Regions from separate parts of the Zea mays genome. Here region 1 is linked to region 2. Evidence: chromatin contacts called from public Hi-C data. All regions are on one chromosome and are shown on one strand. The core of a region is the stretch at or near the end of the contact, and the rest is flanking DNA. Distances in the headings are between cores, read along the strand shown.

The links. A called contact is a pair of places that touch in the nucleus more often than the background predicts.
Region 1: a Hi-C map of leaf mesophyll shows a contact between it and region 2, with 4 times the contacts expected there. The contact joins the promoter of LOC103652737 here to the promoter of LOC100501975 in region 2. A contact is called at or near these places in 11 of 25 Hi-C or Micro-C datasets (bundle sheath, ear, endosperm and 4 more).

What each region holds. Positions count from the first base shown.
Region 1 is chr4:4,861,747-4,864,638 of Zm-B73-REFERENCE-NAM-5.0, forward strand. It overlaps LOC103652737, which reads right to left and starts at 1,360. Exons shown (of 2, transcript XM_008679696.2): 1 at 1,182-1,360; 2 at 753-1,069. The coding sequence starts at 1,260. The coding sequence ends at 846. It overlaps LOC100191816 (S-alkyl-thiohydroximate lyase SUR1), which reads left to right and starts at 2,707. Exons shown (of 8, transcript NM_001399081.1): 1 at 2,707-2,892.
Region 2 is chr4:4,732,032-4,734,902 of Zm-B73-REFERENCE-NAM-5.0, forward strand. It overlaps LOC100501975, which reads left to right and starts at 1,305. Exons shown (of 17, transcript NM_001363201.1): 1 at 1,305-1,506; 2 at 2,614-2,745; 3 at 2,818-2,871. The coding sequence starts at 2,614. It overlaps LOC100274279 (sodium/hydrogen exchanger), which reads left to right. Exons shown (of 13, transcript NM_001148643.2): 13 at 1-69. TRNAN-GUU (transfer RNA asparagine (anticodon GUU)) reads right to left here and starts at 1,173; the gene lies at 1,100-1,173.

The DNA.
Region 1 (2,892 bases), core at 110-2,609, 130 kb after region 2:
GTCTGAGCCCAATATGCGACTACTTTTTGGGATTAGGGTTAGGAAACCCTAACCCTAGACTACTGACTTGTGTTCTTTTGGTTCATTGTTCTAAAACCGAGACACTCTGTGTCGTTTTCGGTTAGATTGATGACCTAGGGTTAGAAACCGTAACTCGAAACCATTTTTCCTTCTATGTACTTATCTTTCTAGGAAGGTTTAAGCAATGAAGACATTCTGAGCTTAATCACTTGTGACCCAAGACATTTTACTTGATCTCTTAATGCTCGAATTAGGAGATCTAAGGTTCTTAGGTGGCTCCGATACCATTTATTCCTATAACTATTTTAAAATATTAATTTTGTAAAATAATCCAGATATCTACTTTCATCCCTATTTGTGGCATTGTCGAGACTGATCTCTTCATCTCGGTCATCTTCTGTAAGCACGCTAATGTGACGAGGCGGACGAGCTGCTCCGCACGCTGTGGGATTCGACCTATATCCTCATAATTTATATCGGACTGACAGGGTTGTTTCCGGTCATTATGCGTGTGTATGGTTACCCGCATCAAGAGAGCCAGACTCTCCGTATGTATTGACCTCAGTCCATATTTAGTACCTTGCACTCAGAAGACTAGACGTGCATGCACTGGTACAGCCTAGACTTATTTGGCTGCACCCGTAGTATTTGGGCGGCCAAGCTTGCTCTGTCTGCGCGCAAGGAGGCATCCAATCACACGGAATTTGATTGTCAGGGTACAAAGTGATTGGCACCCAAAATTCAATACCGAACATCTCGCATATACTCTTTATTTCAGAAAACCATCCAATCACTAACCAACAACGACAAACAAATTAAAGTCGTCATACATGTAACGTGCGGTTGTGAAACGACCCCGCCGCCGTTCCATTCAGTTGTTTATCGGAGTCGGACGACGGTGGTACCAGCCAGCAGCAGCAGTTGTGGTAGTGTGGCGCTATGCACTCGCCGCCCTTGGGGTAGCCTATCCTCTTGCACCATGCGTCGCAGTTGGGCTGGATCTCCTGGCACTGCGTCTGGCACATACCGTACTTCACCGCCGTCGTCCCTGCAAAACCCATGTCGCCATCAAACAACACTTCTCTCGCTCGTATCGTACCACCACGCTTCTGATGAAAGGTGTAAACGAACAATAGACAGAGGGATGGGATCGAGCTCACCGGCGGGGAAGAGAGCGACCATGGCTACTGTCGCAACCATGAGAATAATAATCTTGCGTGTGGTAATTGCTGTCACCATACCGAAACTCTGGTGCTCAAGATCTGTGGAAATCGATGGAAGCGGTAAGATCAGAGGGGATGGATGGTCTTCTGCTATGGTTCGTTGTTGTATGCTGCTCTATATATATACACACACGAAGACGAAGGATGCATATATATGGCAGCATATAGATGCAGTTTATTGTCTGCACTACTGGCAGTCTGGCGCTGCTAGTATATAGATTTCGCCACTATTTATTCTCTTGCTCGGTTTCTGGCGTAATTCTTAGCGATTAATGCTTGGTTGCCAAATATATCTTTAACAATTAATGTCTGTAATTGTGGTGATAATGAATGGTTGCCAAAAACTAGTCATTACTATAATATTTAACTGGTGCTTTTGTCTGGTGTCTCACTGGATACGTCCGGCAAGTGTACCGCCACTCGAATGTACACTTAATTTGTAGGCCTATCCGACTTCCTTGTATCATGTCATGTACAATGCCATGTCGGACACGTACGTTCGGTAAGTACTCAACCTTTTGGTTTGAAACCTCTCCGGGATGCCCTATTGTTGTAACACCCAGATTTCTATTTTTTTCGGAATCTAAATAGAATTTCCCGAAAGATTTATTTGAATTAAAGTGCTTTTAATATGTATTAGGAACTTAAGTTATTTCCAAAAAAATAAATACATGCATGGGCAAATGTAAAAAAAAAATATCATGTTTGTGTACTGGAAGCCGGAGCACTATATTTATTCTGTGTGGATTCAGATTTGAAATTGGGATTTTAAAATTGGATTTGAATTCTCTTTTTTTTCTTCTTCTGGAAATACAAAAGATTTCTATTTTTTTTGTATTTTGTTCGTGGGCTAACATCCGTTTACACGGCCCCCGGCTGCCCTCGCCGCCACGCGAACGGGCCGAGCCGGCCACAGTCCAGTCCGCGCTCGTTTACTGGATCCACCCGAAACCAACCAACCAGCTGAAGGAGTGAAGGCGTAAGCGTAATGCTAGGAGTCGCCCATCACTTCGGGACTTCGGGTTCGCGCGCGCGATCACTCGTATTTGGCCGCCGACGGGTGGGCCCCTGTTGGCAGCCCCGTCTTCTTCCTCGTGCCTGAATGCCTGAATCGAGCACGCCGCCGAGACCGAGTTTGCGTCGAACAAAGCGTTGTGAATTCCTCAGCAGGACCAAAGCGGAACAAGTTTAGATCCAAGATGACAAAGCCGAACAAGTACGCGCGCGGTGTGAATTGTTCCAAATGTAACGACTCTCCATCTCTCGTTGTGTGGATGCAAGACAAGGGCTAGAATGAATAGAATGTGTGGTCACAATCAGACAACTGGAGCTGCAGGACTCTCGCTCGCTAGGTTAGCTGGCGTAGTCCCGCAAGCTTTGTGAGCTCTATCTGCTGACACGACATGTACGTGCCCCTTGCTTGGCAGCTTGCACGGCTCTCTCTCTCTCTCTCTCTCTCTCTCTCTCATCCCATGGCCTGGCGCCCTGGCCGCACGTCCTGACGATCGACGCTAGCGAACAAGCGGACGAGTTTCCCGGGTCACGCATGTCTCGTCGTCTCGTTGGACCACAACCGTCGCCGGGCAAGCAGTACAAGTACGCCCCACATGCTTCTCTCTCGGAGTTGGGGACAGGACAGCCTACCGAA
Region 2 (2,871 bases), core at 55-2,554:
GTTAACTGACCAGCGACCAAACGGCTGTGCATATTGATATCTCGTCGCTATCAATGAGTTCGTATTTATAAAATACTCTGTACATCGGATCACTATATATGTATCGTCTCCAACTTAATAAATACTCATCCGTTCTAAAATAATATTAGTCGTTTTAGATTTCCAATTTTATGTATAAAATATATATATTAAGTATTGTATGAATCTAACAAAATAATAAAACGACTAATATTTTGTAACGGGAGTATATAAATTATCAATCCATTTTAGTGTGAATTGCACACTCGCGGAAGAATCTTATGAAGAGGAAATAGTTGATGACTGATGCAATGTTTTAGTTCAAACTGCATTGGCATTGGCCTCCTCAAACACCTAGGATGTGATATCCTAGTCCGGATAGATTTTAATATTTTAGTCTATAATTTAATAGAATTGATAAAATACTGATACTAATAATGTGTATTTTTTTTAGAAGTCCACTGGATAGAGCCGGCTCTTATAGTTCGTGTATGGTTTAAGGGTTGGCGTTGCTAAAAGAAAAGGTTACCGACTTAGGGTTATCTCTTAGGTTGAGAGATGAGCACGTCGGTCTTATAAAACAATGATAAAGATGTTTCAGGGCTAAAATCAAAATACACTATCTTATAATGCTAAGATCCTTTTTGTATTGATTTTTATAGAAAAAAACATTACATGCTAGAAGCAGGGCGTGAACCTCTTGACCGTGATATAGCGGGTCTATTTTTGTACAACAACACTCTGATAAAGATGTTTTAGTGCTAAAATCAAAATGCATTAGAAAAGATAAAATTATGATAATATGTTTTAATCAAAATGCATATAAAAAAGTTACACGCTAGAAGGAGGGCTAAAATTAGAAAAGATAAAATTATGATAAATATGTTATAATCAAAATGCATTGACACTCTGATAAAGATGTTTTAGTGCTAAAATCAAAATGCATTAGAAAAGATAAAATTATGATAATATGTTTTAATCAAAATGCATATAAAAAAGTTACACGCTAGAAAGAGGGCTAAAATTATAAAAGATAAAATTATGATAAATAAAATACATTGGAAAAGAAAAAAATTATACACGCTAGAAGGAGGGCTTGAACCTCCGACCTTGTGGTTAACAGCCACACGCTCTAACCAACTGAGCTATTCCAGCATTTGATATATATAATTCTAATTTAGTACTGTTTATAAAATGGTAAATAATAGCAACAACTCGGTCGAGTATAAGACTGTACGTAGAAACAAATACAAAAGAAAAACTCAGTCTCAGGTTGCAGACCTCCCGACGCCGGCCGTGCCGCTTCCGTCCTCGCTTTCCTGTCACCGCCGCCGCCGACTGCCACAACCTCTTTCCCATCCCTCTCGTCCCCATCCTCTGCCGCCGCCCCCATCCTCGCCGCGGCTCGGCTGGTGCGGAGCGGACGGACGGAGATCCGCCGACCTCGGGCTCCGCTGCGTCATCGCTACGCCGGCTGAAGGAGTGAAGGTCAGCATCCTCCTCCCCCACCGCGGCCCGAGTCTCCCGCCCCCCACCCCATGACCCACCACGTACTTGCTAGCTGCAGCTTGCTTCCCCGGGTTAGGTTTTTCTGAGCTGGATTTGATGCGCAGCTACATCGTAGCCTGATGCTCACAGTTGCCCTGTATAATTTGGGCTAAAAAGAGCACCTTTGTTTTTCATTTGTTTTTGCCTTTTCTTTTACTGGAATCGCTTTTACGAATCCACTGCCGCTCCCATTTTTCCCACCTACAACGGCAGATGCCAAGAACAGTGGGAAGGAGTTAAATTTTACAGATAATAAATTATATAGTACTGTGACTTTTTACTCTTTTAGGGTCTTTTAATCCACTATACACGAAGTCTATACGAACTTGTCACTTGTCAGTGGGTCTGCCATGGGCCCCCCACTCGTCATATTCTTTGGGCTGGTATGCATAACCTTTGTATGGAAGTGATTTGAGTATGGACAACCGGTTCATGCAAATTTCCTCATTCAGCTAAGCAGCACTGCTCACGCAGAGCTTGTTCATGCATATTTCCTTGGAAATATCTGTTCCCTAATATAATATTGTAACTCTGAATTCAAGCTAGTATTTTTTTATAGGTAGTTTAAACTCCCCATTTTATATAGGGTATGGAGGCTGAGTGATAATGAAAAGTTTATTGGACTGTGCTACTAAAGATACTATTTCTGTATGCCTGCTACTGGTCTCCATGAGGAGGTGTTGTATTTGGTTCATCTTTGGGCTTAAACTTTTGTTGTTTTCTTCTTCTTAATATAATGATGTGCAGCTCTCCTGCGTGTTCGAGAAAAAAAACTGGGCTTCATCAACATACACTAGGAAATTACTCGATTCTAATAGATATTTTTCAACTATCATATATACATATTGCTTGATGTGCCAAGCACATTCATTTGCAAGCCATAGAATAGAAGTCTCATGACCTTGTTTTCCCACTTCTTGACTACTGCACAAAAAAATATTTGTTCTACTTCTAACTTCTGGAAGATTAGCATAAGTAGGATCTTTCACCATAGAAGTCTCATGGTCTTGCTGGATCACAATAGTTTCCCTGTTGTTCTGGGTTCAGATGATAGACATGGTGTCTGCTGTTGAAGAGCTTAGTGGGTTAAGCTCTAAAGAACTTAATGAGATGCTGAAGGAGTCAGACAACTTTGTTTTGCAGTCCAAGGCAGAAGGCGGAGGTCCAAAGCAGACACTTGTATGTACAAAATGTTTGCATATGTTGCAAACCTGCAATGTCCAATTCCCTGACACCTGTTCTTTGTTGTAGGTGGACATGGAAAAACTCGTGTCCTCGCTTCCTCTTCATCTCATTGCTGTATGT